Linked DNA regions of Sus scrofa: all the other regions are linked to region 1. The links are chromatin contacts, called in public HiChIP or PLAC-seq and promoter capture Hi-C maps. All regions are on one chromosome and are shown on one strand. The core of a region is the stretch at or near the end of the contact, and the rest is flanking DNA. Distances in the headings are between cores, read along the strand shown. Region 1 holds the start of SLC16A13 (monocarboxylate transporter 13). Region 2 holds the start of SLC2A4 (solute carrier family 2 (facilitated glucose transporter), member 4). Region 3 holds the start of DLG4 (disks large homolog 4).

What was found. Promoter capture Hi-C pulls out the DNA fragments that hold promoters and counts their contacts. HiChIP or PLAC-seq counts read pairs in DNA pulled down with a chosen protein or histone mark.
Region 2: a promoter capture Hi-C map of fetal liver shows a contact between it and region 1, with 2.4 times the contacts expected there. The contact joins the promoter of SLC2A4 here to the promoter of SLC16A13 in region 1. A contact is called at or near these places in 1 of 5 promoter capture datasets (fetal liver) and 1 of 2 datasets of contacts at active chromatin or transcription factors (alveolar macrophages).
Region 3: an H3K27ac HiChIP or PLAC-seq map of alveolar macrophages shows a contact between it and region 1. The contact joins the promoter of DLG4 here to the promoter of SLC16A13 in region 1. A contact is called at or near these places in 2 of 5 promoter capture datasets (fetal skeletal muscle and liver), 1 of 47 Hi-C or Micro-C datasets (skeletal muscle) and 1 of 2 datasets of contacts at active chromatin or transcription factors (alveolar macrophages).

The regions. Positions count from the first base shown.
Region 1 is chr12:52,433,873-52,437,132 of Sscrofa11.1, forward strand. SLC16A13 (monocarboxylate transporter 13) reads left to right here and starts at 1,647. Exons shown (of 4, transcript XM_003131926.4): 1 at 1,647-2,338; 2 at 2,487-2,630; 3 at 3,224-3,260. The coding sequence starts at 2,140. It overlaps SLC16A11 (monocarboxylate transporter 11), which reads right to left. Exons shown (of 6, transcript XM_005669186.3): 5 at 1,446-3,260; 6 at 735-1,144.
Region 2 is chr12:52,627,286-52,630,545 of Sscrofa11.1, forward strand. SLC2A4 (solute carrier family 2 (facilitated glucose transporter), member 4) reads left to right here and starts at 1,461. Exons shown (of 11, transcript NM_001128433.1): 1 at 1,461-1,504; 2 at 2,807-2,923; 3 at 3,039-3,211. The coding sequence starts at 1,472. It also overlaps a transcript of CLDN7 not described here.
Region 3 is chr12:52,572,222-52,575,481 of Sscrofa11.1, forward strand. It overlaps DLG4 (disks large homolog 4), which reads right to left and starts at 1,800. Exons shown (of 20, transcript XM_003481294.4): 1 at 1,305-1,800. The coding sequence starts at 1,334. ACADVL (very long-chain specific acyl-CoA dehydrogenase, mitochondrial) reads left to right here and starts at 1,300. Exons shown (of 20, transcript XM_021067809.1): 1 at 1,300-1,360.

The sequences.
Region 1 (3,260 bases), core at 397-2,896:
GAAGGAGTAAGTTCCTTCCAACATTTTGTTTGTGATTATGTTTCTCAATCTTTGAAAACCCATGATCTGGATTAGATTTTTTTTTTTCAAGCAAAAAACAAAACAAAGAAGCTAAACTAAAACCTTCCTTCCTCTCCCACTACAGCTTATCCCCTGTGTAAAATGAAACCAGCTACTATTACTTACCTCCTGCTACATGCCAGGCTCTAAACTATGCCTTTTAGCATAGAGTTTTTTGCTTTTGGGGTTTTTTCTTTTGTCTTTTTGCCTTTTCTAGAGCCACTCCCACGGCGTATGGAGGTTCCCAGGCTAGGGGTCGAATTGGAGCTACAGCTGCCAGCCTACACCACAGCCACAGCAATGCCAGATCCTTAACCCACTGAGCGAGGCCAGGGATCAAACCCGCAACCTCATGGTTCCTAGCTGGATTCATGAACCACTGAGCTACGACGGGAACTCCGATAGCATATAGATTTTCTAATTCAACTCCCCTGCCAATCCTAAAAGTAGGTACTATTATTAGCTTCAATTTACAACTAGGGAAACCAGCTGAGAGGTTCAAGATCTTGGTCAAGTTAACAAGTGATCAAGCCCGGACTGAAACTCTGATTTGATTCTAAAGACTGTGCCCTTAGGCACGATCATACAGCCACACCAATTTCCACATCTTTGATGCAGTCCCCACCAGCCAAAGTTCTGACCCCACTCCCCCCTCCCCCCAAAAAAAGAGCATCTGGGGCATGATTATTTTTATTTCCCACATATAAAGATTCAATACGCTTTTGAAAAGTACCCAGCCTCCCTCCTCATCCCAGCCCACTTGTCCGGTATGAACACTTGAGCTCACATTTCAAGGTCAGTGTCCTAAAGATCTTGAAGCCGAGCCCTATAGCGCTGTGTAAGACTGGAGAAATTGGGTGCTGGTGGGGTAGAAGGGGCTTATTGCTCCAGTGGTGGTCACAGCTTGTCTCTTTAGTCTATCCCACCATGAGATCAAAAATTGTGGTCAGGAAGTGCTTGTTACTAGAGTGCAGAGGAAAAGTTTCCAGCCCCACTGAAGAAGGGTGCTTGGTGGGGCTCCAGTGAGCTCAGAGCTGCACTTCCTCTCCCCAGTTATTTTTGGTCTCCGTGACCTGTAGGTTTCCTGTTAGTGGGAACAGGGAACAGGAACGAGTTCCTATTACAGAAATCAGCGCAGGAGTCCAACAGCCCATTCCCTTGCCTCCTTCCTTGGTCTTTGAATCCCTCGGGGATCTAGCCGGCTAGATTCTAGTGGCCTCAGGTGCTTGGCCAGATACTTTGTTTAGTCTTATCTCAGAATCCCTCGGAACCCCCTCCCCCACCCACCCCCGCCCCACCTTTCAACTCCTGGGTCCCTCATTAAGCAGGTACGTTATCTTCTCCTGAAGTAGTTCACCCACCGCCAACCCCCAGGGACTCCTTACGTGCACGTCTCCGTGCTGAAATCTGGTCGAATTAGCCCGCTAGGTAGACAGGAGACCGAAGGAGCCTCCTCGTAGGCTCCTGGGTCACGCGGGGTCCGCTGACTTGGTCCCGGAAAGTCCCCGCCTCACGCATGCGCCGGGCTCGTTGCCCCTGCAAGGAACGGGCTCTAAACCCCGCCCCGCCCCTCTGGCCCCGCCCCTCGCCGAGGAGTTCCGCGTTTTCATTGGTGAGCTGCAGACGGGGATGTCGGCCGGGCTGGCCAGGTGCTGACCCTTCCGATGATAAGATTGATGATCCACCCGGAGGCTGGCGCCCCAGGGGTGGGGCTCAAAGCCAGTGCTGCCCCCGCCCCCGGGCTCCTAGACCGAATGGCCGCCCCTGCCTCCGTCTGTCCCACCCGGGCCCGGACTCTCGACTACCGCCAGCGTAGCCACGCCCCCTGGCGCTGAACGCGGGGGGCCAGCGAGGGCCTGGTCACCCCACCTATATCGCTCCCCCACTAAGGAAAAGGCGCAGGCGCCTCACGCAGCCTCTCTGCATCTTTCAAGCCCTCGTAGGTGCTTTCCTCGCTACCATCCTCTCCGCCCCCGCGCGGTCCGGAGCCGGCCGGCTGGGTGGCCAGGTGGGTGGGCGCAACCTCCTGAGCCCTGCTCCCGAAGGTCTCTTGGTGGCGGCTGCCCTGTTGCCTCCCTGATGGCACATAGGGCTGAGCCCCCCGACGGGGGCTGGGGATGGATGGTGGTGCTCTCAGCGTTCTTCCAGTCGGCGCTGGTGTTCGGGGTGCTCCGCTCCTTCGGCGTCTTCTTTGTGGAGTTTGTGGCGGCGTTTGAGGAGCAGGCGGCGCGAGTCTCCTGGATCGCTTCCATAGGAATCGCGGTGCAGCAGTTCGGGAGTGAGTGCTGCGCCTGGGTCCAGAGTCCTGCGACCCTTGACCCTCGGAAGGGAGGCGGGGGTGGGGGGAGACAGTCAAGGAGATGGGGCGGGTGGTTGCTGGGGAAGGACGCCTGGGCGCTTCCCCCAGAACCTTTCCTCTTCTCCAGGCCCAGTGGGCAGTGCCCTGAGCACGAAGTTCGGACCCAGGCCTGTGGTGATGGCTGGAGGCATCTTGGCTGCATTAGGGATGCTGCTCGCCTCCTTTGCTACCTCTTTGACCCACCTGTACCTGAGTATTGGGCTGCTCTCAGGTGAGACCCTGGGCAAGGGCCGGAGAGTCAAAAGCCTGAGTCTTTGGCCTCTGGACTTTTTACCTTCTTCTGGCTGCTTTGAAAGGCTTAGGGAGAAGCCGAGGGAAAGGTTTGGCTGGCGCCTGGGCCCTGAGGGGCTTCTTAAAGAGAGGTGACTAAAGTGAGAAACCGGTTAGGGAAGATCAGGAAACTCAAAGACGATGAATCCAGAAAGTACAAGCCCAGGGCTAGTGGGACTGGAGTTACTGTGAAGTGGCGGCAGGGACTTTTCATTATCCTATTTACAGATGAGCTTATGCTACTCGCAAATGAAGCACATGCAGCCAGAAACGGGAGAGCCCAGGTCTAACTCCAAAGGTCTGTGGTACTTTGCAAACATTATCTCTAAGCCTCCAGAGTCTCATAAAATATATAAGCCCTGTTTTGCAATGAGACTGAAGGTGGGAGGTGAACTGCACAAGGTCACACAGCTAGAAAGCATGGAGCTAGGACCGTAACTCAGGCCTGTGCCGCATTCAGGCAGTGGTGGGAGGATGACTGGGTGCCCTGAGCTCCCTAAGAGTCCCTCAACCCCCATTTCTTCCTTTTGACAGGATCTGGCTGGGCCTTGACCTTCACTCCAACCCTGGC
Region 2 (3,260 bases), core at 211-2,710, 190 kb after region 1:
GTCGGTACAGGAGAGGAGGAATCAAGCCGGACCTGATGGGAGTGACAAGGGTGGCTCTTAGGGCCATTCACTGAGATGAGGAAGTTAGCAGGAGGAGCTGGTCTGGACACGCTCATCACGTGAGCTGCCCACCCAGGCGGTAACCGAATACTCAGATCTAGAGCTCCAGAAGGAGGTCTGGGATGGGCCTGAGGGGCACCTTGGAGTGGGAGAAGGTCTGGGAGAGTGGCTCGGAGACCACCTCGGCCCGATCCGCTGCGGATCCGCGCTCTCCCTCCAGATGGCACTACAGCACCGCGCTTCCGAGGCCCGTTTTCCCAGCCGCGTGCGCTCCCCTACCCAGTGTTCTGCTGCTCTCGGGACATGCCAACTCTAGGTCGTGCCCTCCTCCCTGGGCAGGATTTAGCTGGGGATTCAAACCCAGAGCGGCCTCCAGGGAGCGTGTCCCAAGTCGTCCACGCGGCTAGCACATTCTTGGCAACTCAGGGGCCTCAGGACTGGTGACGTGGTTGGTGTGACCACCTGTCCCTTGGGCCGCTTCCAGTAACCAACGTGGGCCACGGGTGTAGGGGAAGGACCAGATAGGCAGAGCCCGGAGCAGGGATGTACGGAAAGAGGACCACCAAGTCCAGACACCCGACCCGCTAGGAACGGAATTTCCTGTCCCCGGGGCCATCACCGCGTGGGGAGCGTGTCGCGGACCCTTTAAGGCTCCATCTCCCTGCCACCACCACCCCGCCCGGGACAGGCCAGGACACCGGGGACCTGACATTTGGCGTCTCCCAACGTAGGAGCTAAAAATAACCGCCGTGGGTTACTCTAGGCCATTGGCCCGCACCCACCCCGCGCGCCGCCTCGCGCTGTCTCGGGCCGCCCGCGGTCTCAACCGGGCAAGTGTACCTGGCCCATCTCCTCTCAGACCCCGCGGTTCCGAGCCAACGCGCAGGGCTTTGAAGTCGCTTCTCCGGCCCCCAAGCTTGGCAAGTGGGCGGAGTCTTCGCACTTAAGGCGACGGAGCCGCCAGGTCTCCCAGGACCCTTTTCTCAAACACTTCCCGGCGGAAAGCTGGCGGGAACCGAGGGGCGTGTCTCGCCGGGCACGCTAAGGGGCGTGGCCTCGCCGGCCAACCCGACGGCTGGTGCCAAATTCCCAGCCCGAGCTCAGGGAGGGGCGTGGCCTTCTGGGGTGTGCGGGCTCCTGGCCAATGGGTGCTGTGAAAGGCGTGGCCCTGGGGGCTGCGGGGGCTGCTCCTCGGGTCTTTTCCCCCCAAGCCAGGCTCCACCAGATCCCTGGGAGCTACACTCTGGCTCCTCGGCTTGTGGCTGTGGGTCCGACCCGGCCCGCCCTCCGTACTGCGCTTCGGGACCCCCGTCGCCCCTGTGTCCTTCTGCCCGCCAGGCTGGGGCCACAGACCCCCAGTCGCCTCTCTCCGGTCTCCGGCAGCTCCTGCGCCTCCAGCTCCTAAGACAAGATGCCGTCGGGCTTCCAACAGATCGGCTCCGAAGTAGGGCTTAACATTCAGGGGCGGGATGGGGACACGGGTCCCGCTTTTTCTCGGGCTGGGGTCGCAGTTGGGGTCAGCGAGGGGGCGGTCCTTGCGCAGGTGCAGGGGGTGGGGTGGGGGACTGGCTATTTATACCCGGGGCTTGACAACCCGTGACTGTCGAATTCCAGTCCCTCGTGGAGGCAGAGTGGGTCTGGGGGAACTTTCCGGGGCAAGGACTACAGCTGCATTCCGCGCGTCCCAGGGTTCGCCCCTCCTCGCGCTGCGCGGGGATCGGGGACACCCTGCATTCAATCCAGCTTGAGCAAGCAGACCCCGGCGGGTCTTGCCCTCCAGGAGCTGTCCGTTTGTCCCGGCTCGACCGCAGTTTTTCGAGGACCAGAGGCTTCTCCGTTGGCCCCCACCCCCACACTTGGCAGTCCTCCTGGACGCTGAACTTTCCCTCGGCCCCGCGGTTGGTGGAGGGGTAGAGGGGAGTGTCGGCCCTCCCTCCTCCAGCTCAGGTTTCCCTTTGGAGACAGTCTGTGCCGCCAGCGATCAGCCACCACCACCACCACCACCACCGCCCCTCACACCACCTTCCCGCCCCCATCCCCTGGGCAAGTCTCTCCCAGGCGAGAGCCGCCATGGCCCCCTGCCCTTTGTCGCAGCTTAGAGGGGGAAGGGAGGCTGGGGCGGAGACAGAGACGGCCACAAGGCTGGGAGGAATGACCGCGATGTCCTTTTAGGAACTGCCCTTCTTGAACCTGTTGGGGGCTTCCAGGAGCCGGCTGCCAGAACCCCCAGGGAGGAGGGAAGAGGACAGAGGCTGCTGATGATAATGCACTTGTCACTTTATAAAGCCAGTACAGTTGGGGACACAATTAACATTCAATTTTGATTTTCACACTTTCACTGACACATAGACAAAGCAGGCAACATCATCCGTATCTCCCCAGTTCTCCACAGTTCAGAGAGGGGAAGTGACTTACCCAAGGTCACACAAAATCTGAACTCAGGTCTTGTAAGACCAAGGCTGTCCCAAGGTCACAGAGGAATTGTGAGACCCAGGTCCTCAAACATTTCTCTGCCTGCTGGACTCAAACATCGGTCCCCCCCCCCCAAGCCCAGCTGCCCGCAGGTTCTTCCCGCTCTTGTTTACATTGAGATCTTCAAGGGATTCCTAATAAGGTCCACTTTCCTCACCCAACGAGCTGGATGGAACCCAGCACCTTAAGGCTCCTGCTGGGCCCAGGCCTCAGAGGGAAGGAAAGAAACCACAATTCCACGTGACATGTCCCCTCTCTGCTTCCACCTGCCCAGGATGGGGAGCCCCCTCAGCAGCGAGTCACTGGGACCCTTGTCCTCGCCGTCTTCTCCGCTGTGCTCGGCTCCCTGCAGTTTGGCTACAACATTGGGGTCATCAATGCCCCCCAGAAGGTGAGGGGCCACAGCTGGCAGAGTGGGGTTCCCAGACAAGGCGGGGGAGGAAGGGGGTGAGCAGAGAGGGACAAGTCTGCAGGCATCACTCCTGTGCTCCCCCCCCCGCCCCCAGGTGATTGAACAGAGCTACAATGAGACGTGGCTGGGCAGGCAAGGGCCCAATGGACCCGGCTCCATCCCACCAGGCACCCTCACCACCCTCTGGGCTCTCTCCGTGGCCATCTTCTCTGTGGGTGGCATGTTCTCTTCCTTCCTGCTTGGCATCATCTCTCAGTGGCTGGGAAGGTATTGGACTGGAGGGCAAGGCTGGGGGAACAGGAAGGGAGCCAGAGCA
Region 3 (3,260 bases), core at 550-3,049, 140 kb after region 1:
GGAACATGTGTGTCCTCAGCTCCCTCCCCTGAGAATCTGCAGTTCCCACTAAATATAACCCCCTCCCCAGCCTGTGACTCACCCAGACCCCGCCTCCCCGGCCCCCACTTCCTGTCCCACCCCCCAACCCCCAGCTGCCTGCCACCCGCCCAAGCCTCCCTCCACACACCAGGCATCCAGCCTCCCAGTCCCAGAGTCCTAGAGCCAAGACCAGGGTATTCTGCATCCCACCAGGAGCTTGCTAGCTCTGCCAGCCAGGATCTCTGGCACTCCAACCACAGGGATAGCCTTGTACGGATCTTCCCGGCTGCCAGCCCGGCCCTCCTCTGACTCCTTCTCACCCCAGTAACCTTAAATCCAGGTGTCCTCCCCCACCTTTATCCCAAGGGTCAGGGGTAACAGGAACATCCCCTCCACCTGCTCTTCTCCCTCTTTCTCAACCAGGGGTAGATATTGTGTGGGAGGAGATGGGGGTGATGGGCATCTGCCTGGGCCACCCCCAAATTCTGCACCATGCACCTGGTCCCCCTCCTCAAATCCCCTCTCTCCCCAAACCTCTCCTCCTCCTCCTCCTCAGGAGCTGCCAGCCTCAGCTGCTGCAACCTTCCACCACCCAAGGGAGCACCCCCAATCCTAACCTCACCTGGTCCCTTCCCTCAGGTGATCCTATGTCAGGCCCTAGCTCGCTGACAACTCCCAACTATCCCCATTCCGTAAGCTGGAACCCTAAATTAACTGCTCCCCCAAAATGAGAGCACCCCCAAATGTATCTACCACGAGACGCTTCTTCTATAACCTGAAGGCCTTCCCCTTCCGTGCCAGCTGACACCCCCAGACCAGTCAGGCCCTCACAACCAGTAACCTCCTACCCCCAAGCCAGGAGCCCCCCTGAAATTGGACAAGACACCTGCAGACCAGTTTGTCTCCCAGGGGAGAAGGGGACCCCCCACGCAGAGCCCCTCTTCTAACACACACCGGGCAGGACTCCCATGTGAGCCAGGCTTCTCCTTAAATAAGTCTCCCTCAAACATCACTGGTGAAGCTCAGAATCCACCAGCCCCCAAGTCACAGAATACCCCCTATTTTCCATTTCTCCCCAGGTACAAAGGGATCACTCCAGGGGGCACCTGTGGCCAAACCCAGCATTTTCTCAGCCGTGAACCCCCAAACTAAATTATGACCCCCAAATCCATCTTCGGATGCTCTCACGCCAGGGCCCCCGGGCGGCAGATTAGGCCTGACAAACCCCTCCCCACAAACTCTCACCCTCCCCCCAGGTGACTGGCCCCCCCATCACGGCTTACCTTGGTTGTCACTATACAGAGACAGTCCATGTTGGGGGGCCTGGCCGCGGCGGCGGGTAAGGGGCTCTGACTTCATCGGAGTTTCGTTCCTCCCCTCCCTGGGTTCTCACCCCTCCCCCCTCCGCACCCCACTTTTGCAGGGGGGGCCAGGATGGGGGGAGGGGTGAGAGGGGAAAGAGGGGGTTGGAGAAGGGGAGGGGAGGGGAGCGTGGGAGGGAGGGGAAGGGGGCCCTAAAAGGGGGTCCCCAGTGGAGGGGAGGGGGCTTGGGGAGCACACCCCGATTCTCAGGAGGGGCGGGGGCACCGGGGGCTGGCAGCCCCGGAGTTCGGGGGCTGGGGCATGAGCTGAGGTGGGGGAGGGGAGCTGGATTTCGGGGAGCCCCGGGGTAAGGGGGGGTCTTGCCTAACGGCCAGGGGCTCGGGGCCGTGGCGGGGGAGTGGGGTGGGGGGGTCGGAGGCGGCAGCGGCCGAGGGAGCCGTGGAGCCGAGGAGGGAAGGGGAGAGAGGAGGAGAGAGGAAGCAGGGGGAGGGAGGGAGCGATCGAGGAGCAGAATGGGGGGTGCCTTGGCAGGCTTAACTCCTTCCGCGCTGGCAGGAACCCGGATAATGGGAAAGGAGATGGAGGCAGGAGCGGAGAGGCCCTGAGGCCAACATGGAGGCCTGGCCAGAGCCACCAGCGCTGACAGCAGAGCCAGGGAGGAGGAAGCAGCCCGAGATGGGCTGGGAGCCGCCAGGGTGGCGGGGCCGCTGGAGAGAGGCTGTGCTCGGGGCAGGCAGGGAGGGAGGGCCAGGCACGAGGGAGTCCCTGGGGGCCTCAGCTCCCTCAGACGCACAGGAGGAAGCCTCAAGAGTGACTGAGTCCTGGACCCTTTGGGGCCTGCAGCTGGGGCAGGTGAAGAGGGGGCTGCAGGGGCGCCTGACTCCGGCCGTGGTCCCAGGGCCCCCAAGTCTCAGGGTAATAGTAGCAGTGCTTTGCGCACCCCTCCAGCCCTGCCTGCTCCCTCGGGAAGTCGGGCCCCCACCCTCACCCCCTTACCTGGCTCTCTGAGATGGAAGCCTCATAATAGTCCAGGATGTCTGTCACAGGAACAGAACCACCGAGTTACCTCGCCCACCCCCTGCCTCTCTGGCCGCCCCTGCCATCACCTCACCTCCGTCTGCCCGCTAAGGGAGGAACCCCTCCAGCCCGGGCTGGTGGACGCTGATGGAGGACCCCTGCCTGGGGCTCCTGCAGCTACCAAAAGATCTCCAGACTCCCAAGCAGCCCCCAGGCCAGCCCTTTCCACGGCTGCCCCTCGGAAAATCGGGGCTACTCACCCAGCAAGGCCTGGAAGAGGTCACTGTGCAGCACCGTGAGGAGAGGGGGTGCCCATCGCAATAGTGGGGGGGCCAGGAGCCAGAGGGCTGACCTGGGAGCTGGTGAAATGCAAATGAGGGAGGATTGGGACAAGGGAGCCAGCCACGAGGCGCCAACACATTCACCTCCGCCTCTTATCTCTGCTCTCTCACCCCAGACTCTCTGGAGAGGTCCAGGACAAGGACCCCCAGGCCCACCCTCTCCCCCCAGGCCTCTCCTTCACAAGGACTCCTGTTTTTCACCTCTGGGTCCCTCGGACATCTCTCTCTTCTCTCACTTTAATCTCTCTAATCCCCCCAGGGTCAGAGGAGCTGAGCTGCCTCCTCCCGACCCAGCTGGACCTGCCAGGCAAAGCAGGCAGCCTCCGACCCGCCCGCTGTGCCACCACCATCACCATCTTCCTCCTCACACCCTGGCCCCTCCCCAAAGCCAGGTGTGACCCCTCCACTTTCCTGAAGACTGGGCAAGGGGGTCAGCTGCTCCCACAGCTCAAAAGGAAAGGAAACTGTCACTCTCTTCTGGGCCTGGCCCCCGTGAGAATGGCAAAGGGGCATAAATTATCTGGGACTTCTGGACCCAGGGTTAAACATGTTTGTGTG